2 separate regions of the Zea mays genome follow, and region 1 is linked to region 2. Evidence: chromatin contacts called from public Hi-C data. All regions are on one chromosome and are shown on one strand. The core of a region is the stretch at or near the end of the contact, and the rest is flanking DNA. Distances in the headings are between cores, read along the strand shown.

The links. A called contact is a pair of places that touch in the nucleus more often than the background predicts.
Region 1: a Hi-C map of leaf shows a contact between it and region 2, with 5 times the contacts expected there. The contact joins the enhancer-like site here to the promoter of LOC100282433 in region 2. A contact is called at or near these places in 3 of 25 Hi-C or Micro-C datasets (ear, leaf and tassel).

Annotation. Positions count from the first base shown.
Region 1 is chr1:213,013,264-213,019,736 of Zm-B73-REFERENCE-NAM-5.0, forward strand. No RefSeq gene overlaps it. Among protein-coding and RNA genes, the nearest start is that of LOC100191690, 28 kb to the right of the region's middle. Within about 2 kb of position 1,623, at least 14 of the 20 cell types and tissues checked have an H3K27ac peak or open chromatin away from gene starts, as enhancers often do. A contact at or near this core is called in ear, leaf and tassel, where this site is marked.
Region 2 is chr1:212,871,549-212,878,191 of Zm-B73-REFERENCE-NAM-5.0, forward strand. LOC100282433 (MTD1) reads right to left here and starts at 3,213. Exons shown (of 2, transcript NM_001155344.2): 1 at 2,909-3,213. The coding sequence starts at 3,111.

The DNA.
Region 1 (6,473 bases), core at 373-2,872, 140 kb after region 2:
AGATGAAAGACATGTACCGAGAGGCGTTGTGGCAGAAGAGAGGTCGTCCTCGGGAGTTATATCCGGACGTATCTAGTAAGGATGCTCCTGTTCCTCCTGAACTCCCCGTGCCTAACTGTGACTGTGGCAGACTGGCTTGGGTACATCAATCACAACATCCAGACACGGCTGCTCGCTGCTACTACCTTTGTGGCACTTTGGACGTACGTAGCTTATGACTTGTCACTTAATTTTGTTCGCATTCATTATTTTGTAGATATGTAATAGTGCATCTTTCCATTATTTTAGGGACATCAGAAGTGTTTCTTTTTTCAGTGGATCGATGGTCCTGATAAATTTGACCCTCGATATCTTCTTTTCGTTAATTGGTTGAGTGGAAAGACCAGTCATGAGCGTTTTAAGCGTTGGGTACCTCCTCCCCCGAATCCTCCACCAATGACGGATGCGGAGAAGGAGGTAGCAACAGAAAGACGGATGGACTCACCGCCTCGATGCGATTGTGGAGACCGTGCTGTCATCGACGAAGACTATGACAAGCAGTTCTGTTGTCCGAACATTGAATTTGGCAGCACCTCCCCTGTAAAGTGATGTTTATAGAACCTGCGAATAAACGACAACACGATGGTTGCCAACACAGAAAACATGTAATTTCAATGCGCTAAACAAAATCCTAACTATATAATCACTAAGAATTAACTAAACACTAACAATATACTACGCAACAAACTAGCTAACTATTTTAATAAACACTAACAACAAAATATCTAACTATTTACTAAACAATAAATAAGTGGATACCTAACTAATTACTACTAGTTTACAAACTAAGAAATTAAAAAAAAATACTGGTCGGCAGTGGGGGCGGGAGCTACCGGGGCCGGAGCGGGCGGTGGCCGATCGTTGGCCGGACTCCGGGCGGCGGGGACTGGTCGACAGTGGACTGCGGGCGAGCTCGGGGCGGCAGTGGACTGCGTGGGGCGGGCGGCGGCGAGCGAGCTCGGGCGGAGCTCGAGCGGGCGGAGCTCGGGCGGAGCTCGGGCGAGCTCGGGCGGGGCTCGCGGCGGCGAGCCGGAGCTGGGCCGGGGTCGGGCGGAGCTCGGGCGAGCTCGGGCGGGGCTCGCGGCGGCGAGCCGGAGCTGGGCCGGGGCGGGCGGGCGGCGGCGAGCCGGAGCTGGGGCAGGCGGCGGCGATTTGTGGACGGCGGCGGCGATTTCGGCGGCTGTGATTTGGAATGAGCAGAAGAGAAGAAACGCGCGCAGAGAGAAGACAGTTTGCGGGTTTTTCCTAGCTCGACGCCAAGATCTGTGGCGCCGAGCTAGGTGCCACGCGGGACTGCCACGTCACGAAACTCGGCGCCACAGGTTGTGGCGCCGAGCTGTGTTACCTCGGCGCCACAGGCTGTGGCGCCGAGCTTCGGGTCCAAACGTGCAAATAAAATTTCTGGGGGTCCAAACGTAAATTTTTGACTCGAAAGGGGCTAAAAAACAAAAAATTCGGGCGCCGGGCCGGGCGGCAGAACCCAGCACGAGGCGCAGGCGGACGCGTGCTCGCCTGCTGCTGGCGGGGATCGGGCGTCCGGGTCTGAGGCGGCGTGCCGTCGCTTTCGCCGCGCCCTCGAGCCGGCGGCCGATCGGCGCGCGGTCCGCGTGACCCCCCATGATTGCCTGTCGTCGTTAGGTTACAATGGATCTGGCTGCGTGCACCCGAGAAAATGTGTTCTCCTGGGCCTGACGACCTGGCCGGCCGGCCGGCCGGCTACTGGTCGCCTCCAGCATCTTGAATACCACCGCCCTGTCGCTGACTTCAGTTTCGGATTTCTAAAAAAACTTGAACGCGCCTCTACTTTCTAATCCCTTCAATTCGGTCTCACAAAGAATATCGCTTGATCTTTTTTTAGGCAACGACTGCTATGCAAGCAGTCCTTCTGTGCAAGCGTCCAAGCAAACCATCTAATCCATTAGATTACGATCCAACCACAGATACAACCATGGTTTGTTAGGGTTTTTTATAAAAATTATTGAGTTGATGGTGAAAGAGTTTTGTCGGGGACCATAATTAGGGGTACCCTCAAGACTCCTAAATCTCAGCTGGTAACCCCATCAGCACAAAGCTGCAAAGGCCTGATGGGTGCGACTAAGTCAAGGATCGGTCCATTCGAGGGACGCGATCGCGCCTCGCCCGAGCCCAGCCTCGGGCAAGGGCAGCCGACCCCAGAAGATCTACGTCTCGCCCGAGGCCCCCCTACAGCAACGGACACACCTTCGGCTCACCCGAGGCCTAGTCTTCACCAAGAAGCAACCTAAGCCAAATCGCCACGCCAACCGACCAAATCGCAGGGGCATTTAATGCAAAGGTGGCCTCACACCTTTATCCTGACGCACGCCCTCCAGTCGACAGAGCCGAAGTGACCGCAGTCACTTCGCTGACCGATCTGACAAGGGGACAGCGCCGCCTGCGCCGCACCGACTGCTGTGCCACTCGACAGAGTGAGGCTGACAGCAGCCGAGTCCGGCCCTAGACGCCATGGGAAACTCCGCTCCGCCCGACCCCAGGGCTCGGACTCGGGCTCAGCCCCGGAAGACGACGAACTCCGCTTCGCCCGACCCTAGGGCTCGGACTCGGGCTCAGCCCCGGAAGACGACGAACTCCGCTTCGCCCGACCCCAGGGCTCGGACTCAGCCGTGGCCTCAGCCGACGGTCCCCGCCTCGCCCGACCCAGGGGCTCGGACTCGACCTCGGCCTCGGAAGACAGACTCGACCTCGACCTCGGAGGAGCCTCCACATCGCCCAACCCAGGGAACAGACCGACCACGTCAACAGGAAGCGCCATCATTACCCTACCCCAAGCTGACTCAGGCTATGGGGAACAAGACTGACGTCCCATCTGGCTCGCTCCGCCAGACAAGTAATGATGGCGCCCCGCACGCTCTATGACGGCGGCGGCTCTCAGCCCTCCTACGGAAGCAAGAGGACATCAGCAAGGACTCGACAGCCTCGACAGCTGTCCTTCCGCCAGGCTCCAGCGCTCCTCCGACGGCCACGACACCACACGAACCGGGTGCAAAAACCTCTCCGGCTGCCACGATGGCATGTACTTAGGGCGCTAGCTCTCCTCCGCTAGACACGTTAGCACACTGCTACACCCCCCATTGTACACCTGGATCCTTTCCTTGCGCCTATAAAAGGAAGGACCAGGGCCCTCTTACAGAGAGTTGACCGCGCGGGGAAGGACGGGACGGCGCTCGCGTGAGGCCGCTCGCTCCCTCCCGCGTGGACGCTTGTAACCCCCTACTGCAAGCGCACCCGACCAGGGCGTGGGACAAACACGAAGGCCGCGGGATTCCACCTCTCACGCCCGTCTCCCTCCGGCTGCCTCCCCCCTTCGCGCTCCGTCTCGCGCCGACCCATCTGGGCTGGGGCACACGACGATAATTTACTCGTCGGTCCAGGGACCCCCCGGGTTCGAAACGCCAACAGTTGGCGCGCCAGGTAGGGGCCTGCTGCGTGTTGACGACCAGCTTCCCGTCAAGCTCCAGATGGGCAGTCTCCAACAACCTTTCCAGCCCAGGACGGTGCTCCGTTTCGGGAGTCTTGAGTTCATGTCCCTCGATGGCAGCTACGACATGATACTCCTTCCCCCGCCGCGCGACGGCGACAATGGCGGCCGACAGCCCGCCCGCCGGCGGCGGAATCGACGACGTCTTCCCCGCGTAGTGGAAGAACAACATTCGAGCTCGCCCCGTCCCCTCCCCCGCCGACGGAGGAGGAGGCGGGGCAACCAAGGCCAAGCAGGAGGCGGCACCTCGTCGGCTGTCGAGCGAGTCGATGGCGCCGGCGCCCCAACGGGGGGCACGTCGGACATCGACCTCGCGTCTGGGACGACGACGAGCGTCGTCTCCCCGCAACACGCCAACCCCAAGCAAACGGACGACGCCAGCACGCTCGCGAAGGACTTGCTGGGCGTCACCCTCGTACCTGAGACGACGGTACAGTCAGTCCCTGACGTGACTTCGTCACCGCCCGTCGACCAAGAGGTACCAATCGATTTCCATCTCACGCCTTTTGGATTCAGCCTCGACCCACCAAGCGACTTCGCTTTGGTGGACGCCCTCGTAGAGGCGAGTCCAAACCCTCTGGGGTATCGTATGCGGTCACCCTGAGACCGGCTGACGGCCGTCTCGACCTACGGGCCCTCGGGGTCCGAGGAAGATGACGAGCCCGACTTCTGTTGGGATTTCTCCGGACTTGGTAACCCCAGTGCCATGCGGGACTTCATGACCGCATGCGACTACTGCCTTTCTGACTGTTCCGACGGTAGCCGCAGCCTCGGCGACGAGGACTGCGGCCCAAGTCGTGAATGTTTCCACGTCGATCTAGGGGGTCCCAACGAAGGCAACCATCTTGGTATGCCGGAGAACGGTGATCTCCCTAGGCCTGTGCCTCGCGTTGACATCCTACGGGAGCTAGCTGTGGTCCCCGTCCCGGCGGGGGGTCATGACCCACAACTCGAGCAAATCCGCGAGATGCAGGCCAGGCTCGACGAGGGGGCAGGAACACTTGAGCCGATCCTCGGGACATCGGGCAGGAATGGGCGGGCCAGCCTCCGGCCGGAGAAGTGCGTCACCTACCCCAGGGTACCCAGCACCGCATCGCCGACGATGTCAGGGTAAGGCCGCCACCGACTTCCAGTGGAGTCGGACAGAACCTGGCTACAGCGGCAATGCTTCTTCGCACGATGCCGGAGCCATCAACCACCGAGGGGCGGCGTATCTAGGGAGAGCTCAAGAATCTCCTGGAGGACGCCGCGGTCCGATGGGCCGAGAGCTCCGCCTCCTGAAGGTAGGGGTACCCCTCGGAACATCGTGTCGCGACTTCCCGATTCATGCGGAAAGCCTCGGTCCACACCGGGCGCACGCGCAACACAGCGCCTGCGGCCCCAGGTCGCCTCGGCAACGAGCACCACCACCGCAACCGTCGGGCCCACCTCGACGAGAGGGTGCGCCGAGGCTACCACCCCAGGCGTGGGGGACGCTACGACAACGGGGAGGATCGGAGTCCCTCGCCCGAACCACCTGGTCCGCAGGCTTTCAGCCGCGCCATACGACGAGCGCCGTTCCCGACCCGGTTCCGAACCTCGACTACTATCACAAAGTACTCAGGGGAGACGAGACCGGAACTGTGGCTCGCGGACTACCGGCTGGCCTGCTAACTGGGTGGAACGGACGATGACAACCTCATCATCCGCAACCTCCCCCTGTTCCTCTCCGACACCGCTCGCGCCTGGTTGGAGCACCTGCCTCCGGGGCAGATCTCCAACTGGGACGACCTGGTCCAAGCCTTCACCGGCAATTTCCAGGGCACGTACGTGCGCCCTGGGAACTCCTGGGATCTCCGAAGCTGCCGACAGCAGCCGGGAGAGTCTCTCCGGGACTACATCCGACGATTCTCGAATCAGCGCACCGAGCTGCCCAACATCACCGATTCAGATGTCATCGGCGCGTTCCTCGCTGGCACCACCTGCCGCGACATGGTGAGCAAGCTGGGTCGCAAGACCCCCACCAGGGCGAGCGAGCTGGTGGACATCGCCACCAAGTTCGCCTTTGGCCAGGAGGCGGTTGAGGCCATCTTCCGGAAGGACAAGCAGCCCCAGGGCCGCCCACCAGAAGATGTCCCCGAGGCGTCAACTCAGCACGGCGCCAAGAAGAAAGGCAAGATGAAGTCGCAAGCGAAGCGCGACGCCGCCGACGCGGACCTTGTCGCCGCTGCCGAGTACAAGAACCCTCGAAAACCCACCGGAGGTGCCAACCTCTTCGACAAGATGCTCAAGGAGCCGTGCCCCTATCATCAGGGGCCCGTCAAGCACACCCTTGAGGAGTGCGCCATCCTTCGGCGCCACTTTCACAAGGCCGGGCCACCCGCGGAGGGTGGCAGGGCTCACGACGACGATAAGAAGGAAGATCACCAGGCAGGAGAGTTCCCCGAGGTCCGCGACTGCTTCATGATCTACGGTGGGCAAGCGGCGAACACCTCGGCTCGGTACCGCAAGCAAGAGCGTCGGGAGGTCTGTTCGGTAAAGGTGGCGGCGTCAGTCTACCTAGACTGGTCCGACAAGCCCATCACCTTCGACCGAGATGACCACCCCGATCGCGTGCCGAGCCCGGGGAAATACCCGCTCGTTGTCGACCCCGTCATCGGCGACGTCAGGCTCACCAAGGTCCTCATGGACGGAGGCAGCAGCCTCAACATCATCTACGCCGAGACCCTCGGGCTCCTGCGTGTTGATCTGTCCTCGGTCCGGGCAGGCGCTGCGCCTTTCCACGGGATCATCCCCGGGAAGCGCGTCCAGCCCCTCGGACAACTCGATCTCCCCGTCTGCTTTGGGACACCCTCCAACTTCCGAAGGGAGACCCTCACGTTCGAGGTGGTCGGGTTCCGAGGAACCTACCACGCAGTACTGGGGAGGCCATGCTACG
Region 2 (6,643 bases), core at 1,963-4,462:
AAACTGTTGTGGGCTGTGAGCTGTGAAAAAAGCTGTCATGGACTATGAACTGCTAAAAAGCTAAAAATTGTTTAGTGAAAACCACTAAAAAAGCTACAAATTATTCCACAAATATTTTTACGGTTCCATCCAAAAGCCGCTAAAAGCAGGTCCAGAGGTGCTTTCAGTTTTACACTGCGAGAAAGTCGGCTTTTAGAAAAAACTGCTTTCTAGATCCAGCCCTTTGATTTAGCTTTTAGGGGGCAAAATCCAAAGCCAAAAGCCAAACCAAACACACCCTTAATCGCCTTCCCACCAAGGTGATCAATGCTCCCACCCTTCACTTTGCCATGTTTGGCACCACTCCTACCTACGAGCATTGATATGCCTGTTATACTAACCTTTTCGCCATAACACCTCACAAGCTTTCACCTTACTCGGCCCGTTGTATCTTTTTTGGGTACTCCCCTGATCATAAGGAATATTAGTGTCTCGATATTTCCACCCAACGCATATTGATCTCTCGGCGCGTCGTCTTCAGCGGTCCCTTCTTCACTTCTTCCTCCAGTGTCATCCAAAAGTTGGACTCCCTTCTTGAGACTGACATTGTGGCGCTCTGGACAACCACCCCTCCTTTTTCCGCCAGTAGGATTCTTCTTGGTGCCTCCAACCATGCCACTTGCTCCCTTGGAGCCCTTTACTGTGCCACGCACGGCCATAGTGTCCCCTACTACGTCTTGTGCAGTCCGCTGCAGCCCCTGCTACCCCTCACACATGCTCACCGTATTCGGTTGAGCTACGTTTGCCAACTCCTCCCGCCACTCACTTTGTCAAAACTGTGCATGTCTATTAGCGCCGTGCATGGGAGGGTGTCCCAACTCGCTCCTCCTCTCCTTTACTGTGATCCCCGTCACTTCCATACGATGGTGACTCGACAAGCTGTTGGGGTTCTTCCACATGTTGACTACCTCGTACTTTCCTCGACCTCCTCACAGTCAGTCTCCTCTACACCATCTTATGTCCATCGCGCCCTCACCAATCTTCACTAGCATCGCCTATGAAGGAAGATTACGGAGCTCTGCTCGCCAATCATATTCATACCTAGGATTTCATGTCACATCCCCTTGGTGGCAACGTGGTGACCAACAAGTGGGTGTAGACTCAGAGGAAGGACAACTCTCTAGGTAGGTACAACCGTACAAGACTTGATGTGTCCTCTGAGCTTTCACTCTGCATCCTAGTGTTGACTACGATGAGACTTTCAGTTCTGTGGAGAAGCCTGCTACTTTCCGTATAGTTCGTCGTCTCGCAGTCTTGGCTGGTATTGGGTATTGCAGTTGAACGCGGCCCCATGCATCATTCCTCCAGCAAGTACAATATACTCTAGACATACTTGATCACGCTAGCATTGTGGACTGTAAGTTGTATGCCACTCCAGTGAATGCTCAAGTGAGGTGCTCAGGCGAAGGTTCCTCAAGTGTCGGTGCTCTAGTTAGTGACCCCACTGTCTACTGAAGCCTTGTTGGGGGCCCTTCAGTACCTCACATTCACCAAGCTGATATTAGGGATGAGGCCATCTTGTGGAGTATGGCAGGAGCTAAAGACAGTGGTGACATTTGCACATATAGGTTCCTGGTCGTTATCCTTTTTGTTTCCTTGGCAAGGTCCATGTATTGAACCCTTCCCTAATGGACTTGTACGAGTCTTCTACTCTTCTTAGACTCCCTTTCTTCTTTAACATAAAAATGCACATCACTCCTGCACCATCCCAGAGACAGGTTTCAAAAGGACTAAAGGTCATGTTTTGAGTTTTGACTAAACAACAAATCCAAAGTTGGTGAGACCATGGATATGCTGTGGGGGAACAGTACTTATGCTGAAGTGTATGGATGATATTATGGGTACTCATAAGCCAATAATTGATGTTCTGTGGTTCAGAGACACGCAAACCTCTACAGTCTTTATCAACAAAAAGTTGCTGCTTAAGATTGGTTGGTACCATGTGAGCCAGGTCCTTTTCAGTTAGTTAATATTTTCAACCAAAATGTGCCATTATTACCAACATGCATTTCCCATGCCAGATATCCCAGATGAATAATTGATTTCCGTATTCCATGTTTAAATTTAAGAAATATTTTGTTACGCATTGAAAGTGTTGATATGGTTGCACTATTAATGTATGCAAATACCACTCATCTCCTTAAAAATAAAAGCTAACGAGTCTGCTTCGGTCACATGTCAAAGAAGACGGTGGAGTGTTCCTTGCCACATGAGCTTGACATGTCAGAATTATCCAGAAAAAGCAGGATCCGATTTTGATCCAATTTTTCTCAAAAGATACAGATATTTTGAAAGTTTTGTAGTGGTAATCATTTCAGAGCCGTTTAACTACAGGGTCACTCTAATAAAATGTTATATGTGAAATTGCAGATAGACCTGACATTTTAAAAAGCAGCAACCGCACAGAGGCATATGAAGACTATGCAGATTAACAACAAAACAGTTTTGACATTTTTTATCTGCAACCTAGCTAAACCATCGCAAAATCTAGTCTATCAGACAAAGCACCTAATGACAATTCGTTGTTCTACTACCTAACATCCAAGTCATCTCTAATCTCACGTTTCCTCCTTTATGAAATAACAAAGCTAATATCTCAAAAATACTCATTGAGTGCAAAACGTAGCAGTGTACCATTTGTAGAAAGAAGCGGCAGAATCACACCCACAGAGTAATCTCTGCAATTCCAATAAATTAACCTGAATATTTTCTAGGAAAATAACATACAGAAATCAAATGGGAATACTCCAAAGAAAGCAAATTAGCTGCTTCTTCACAGATTCCCCCAAAGAACCAATTTCTCCTGCAGAGCCCAGATCACAAAAAAAAAGTAAAACAATCTATCAAGTATGAACTGGCAATAACTCACCGAATAGGCAGCGCCTCCTCCAATGCCTCCAACCCAGCGAGGCTGCCCCCTCCTCCTCCCTCGTACGCGCTCTGCACCTCCCCCTCCCCTTCCTCCTCCTTCCCCGGCGGCGAGCACTCGTCGCTGTCCCTGCCTATCGACGACGAGCTGCAGGCCGATGCCGCCTGGGGCGGGGCCATCGCCGCCTCGACGTCGACCGGCATCCGTCCGACCCGAGTCGCCACGCGGTCGGACAATTTCAGGGGCGCGAAGGGACGGACGACCGGACGAGGCCCAGAAGGAAGGTTTCCGCGGCGAGTGGAATTGTTTCCCTGGGTTTGTAATTAGTTTTGTGATCATGAGTGGAGTGGGGAAGTAACTGCTTCGGGATGGCGACGCGACGCCTAACTGACACGGCTTATCGATTCATATCGCGCCTTTTCTCGCGTGCTACTCTTGTCGGAAATAGCATATTTTTTAATATATATAAATGTAACGATATTATGTAACGATATAAATTCTTATCTTAAATGAGTTGTGGAATTGAATGTCTACAAAACAATGTAACGATATTATGTGTGTGCTTCATCCCTGTTCCATTTTATTATAACTTGTCAATTTTAGAAACAATGTCATAAAACGTTTCACTAAGTTTAATAGATTGACACCAAGTATTTTTATTACGTGATAACATTATTAATAAGAGAAAGAAGATGTAGGTTTTATATAGATGAAACTCTCTTGACTCAATTATCAATTATAAACAAATAATAAACTAACTATCTATGCAATAACAACAACAACAACAACAACAAAGTCGTTTCCCTCAAATAAGTTGGGATAGACTAAAGTTAAAAACCTAATAGAACTCATAAGTTAAGGTTGTTAGGATAGACTAAAGTTAAAAACCTAATAGAACTCATAAGTTAAGGTTGGGCACATAGACAGGTGTTTTCCATACACTCTTATTTAAGGCTAAGGGCATGTTTGGCATTGGCTCCAAAGCAAAACAATAAAGAGGAGTTGGTCAGAGCCTGTCAAACACTCTAACTCTAGTATTGTAAACATCATAGAGTTTTCAGAGATGCGGTACAAAATTTTGGAGTACCTCTTTTACTACTTCGCAAACTATAAAAAAGCAACTTAGACATAGAGTTTAGAGTTATTTACCCACCAATGCCGCTGGTTATGATAAAGCAATCTAAACTCTAGATCAGAGTTGCTTCGCCTAGAGTTTTAGAGTATAGAGCTGCTCTAGAGTGGAGCACAACCATGCCAAACACGCCTAAATCTTTGTGTATATCCTATTTTTTAAGTCTCCTTTTACTTGTCAACTTTGGTTTTCCCCTTTCTCTCTTCTTATTCATATAGCGCCTTAGGATCCCACTATCATTATGCACTAGCACCTATAGAGGTCTTCGTTGGACATGTCCAAACCAACTCAAGCGATATTAGACAAGCTTTTTCTTCAATTGGTGTTAACCCTAGCCTATCATGTATATCATCATTCGAGCTCAGATCCTTCTTATATGGTCATAAATCCAATGCTGCATATACATTTGTGCAACACTTATGTGTTGAATATGTCATCTTTTTACAGGCCAACATTGTGCACCATACAACATAGCATGCGTAATCGTCAACCTATAAAAGTTGTCTTTTAGCTTTTGTGGTACCCTCTTGTCATAAAACATAAACACTAGCTAACACATTAGTTCACATGTTATCTTAATCATCAAACACCAAAATCACATAATCAAATGGACCAAGTCCATTTTCCTTACAGACTAATCGCTTTCTCTCTTTCTACTTGCTATAAAACTTAAAGGGTTCGATCGAATCTTAACACCCGAAGAGTTCGGTTCTAGGTTTCATGGTCCAAACTGGCTATAATGCCACTGTTAAGTTCTATTATCTTAGCCCACTTTCCTAGCTAAGCCACTAGAACACATGAATCTTATATATATATAAGAATCGAGGTAATGGAAGCACTGGGCTTCGAATAGTAGGGAAGCCCCAGCCAAGACATGGACAGGCCACCACACGCGTGCTTGCGTCAGGATTTATACGCATGCATAAACATATTGAATAATGTGCATAAACCATGCAAAAAAATCTGTTGACACGCAAATCACGTAGGATGACTTTACAAGTTTGTTCAGCGTTTACGACTGCATAAGAACATGAAAGGTAACATCATAAACCATGCAATATCGCGACGTCAGACCATTCATGCTATTGTATATACGTGATCAGTGTGTGCGTAGATCTAGGTTGGTTTGAGATTAGGAAAGTATTGCTGTAAATTCGCGATAAATGTGGGATGGTTACCGCGTAAATCGTCGATCTGTTACGTAACGACGAATGAGGCCCAAATTACGGCGTGAAAAACACACGCTCTGATCGTGCTAGGGTTCTGGCTCGGGTGGATTTAATCATAAAACGTGAACCGAAATAGCGTAAATGAATATGAAATTTACGTAAATTATAGACCTGTTTCGTAACAGCGAATGGGGCCCAAAAATTACGGCGTGAAAATTGCGCACGTTCGATCGTGCACGGATTCTAGCTCGGTCAAATTTTAGTGTAAAACGTGAACCAAAACAGCATAAATGGGTACATATTTTAGCGTACATCATCAATCTATTTCGTAACAACGAATGGGGCCTAAATTACGACGTGAAAATCGCGCGCTCCGATCGCGCTCCGATCGTGCTCGGGTTCTAGCCCAGGTGGATTTAAGCGTAAAACGTGATCCGAAACAGCGTAAATGAATACGAATTTTAGCGTAAATCAACGATCTATTTTGTAACGACGAATGTGGCACTTGCTTTTTAGTGGAAGCGTAAAATGCAATAAGAGGTATCGTAAAATTTTGTTTAAAAATGTATAAATCACGATGGTCATAGAATGCACTTGTTTTTGTGCATAGTATGCCAAAATATAAAGTAGATCATACACGACCACAACAAGTTCTATATATAAATTAATCCTTGACGCGCTTGAGCAGTTCATACCCGGTCATCCCAGACATCCAGTAGTCGGTGATGATCATGCTAACGTTGGGGAGCAAGCCCAGCGCGCGCGTCGCCGACTCCACGGCGGTCACCCTGTACCTGGAGCCGCGCAGGATCCTGGCGATCACGGCGCGGTCCACGAAGTTGTCGTCCACTGCCAGCACGTGCTTTTCTAGCTCCGACGCGTCCACCGGCACCACCGCCTTACTGCTGTCGTTGGCCTTGGGCGCAGGGGACGGCGCCACAGACGCTAGAGCGGTGGTGGCCATCGCAGAGACGGACAAGACAACCGCTGTTGCCACCGGACCTAGGGTGCGCTGCCACCATCCGTCCGCTTCGAGAGCGCCGTCACCGCTTGCCCGCCCGCCTCGGGAGCGTCGTTGTCGCTTGTTCCCGGTGGAGCGCCGCCGTCGGTCGCCTGCCTTGGGGCGGCACCGCTGTTGGCCCCCAGGATCACCGCCGCTCGCATGTCCGAGGGAACCGCCGCCGCCGCTAAAACCTAATCCCTGGCAGCGTGGGGGTGTTTTTATAGTGGCGGCGTGGGACTAGATAACTGCGAGCGCGTGGGTGGGATCGTGGGCCCGATGCACGTAATATGCGGGACGAAATCTCGCGATGGCCCATAGACCGACACGTGCATTACTGTTTCATAAACTGAAACATATAACATCGTATAATACCAATATTTGTGTGGGGACTAGTACGGGTGCCCAGATTGCAGGAGCACAATCTTCTCGTG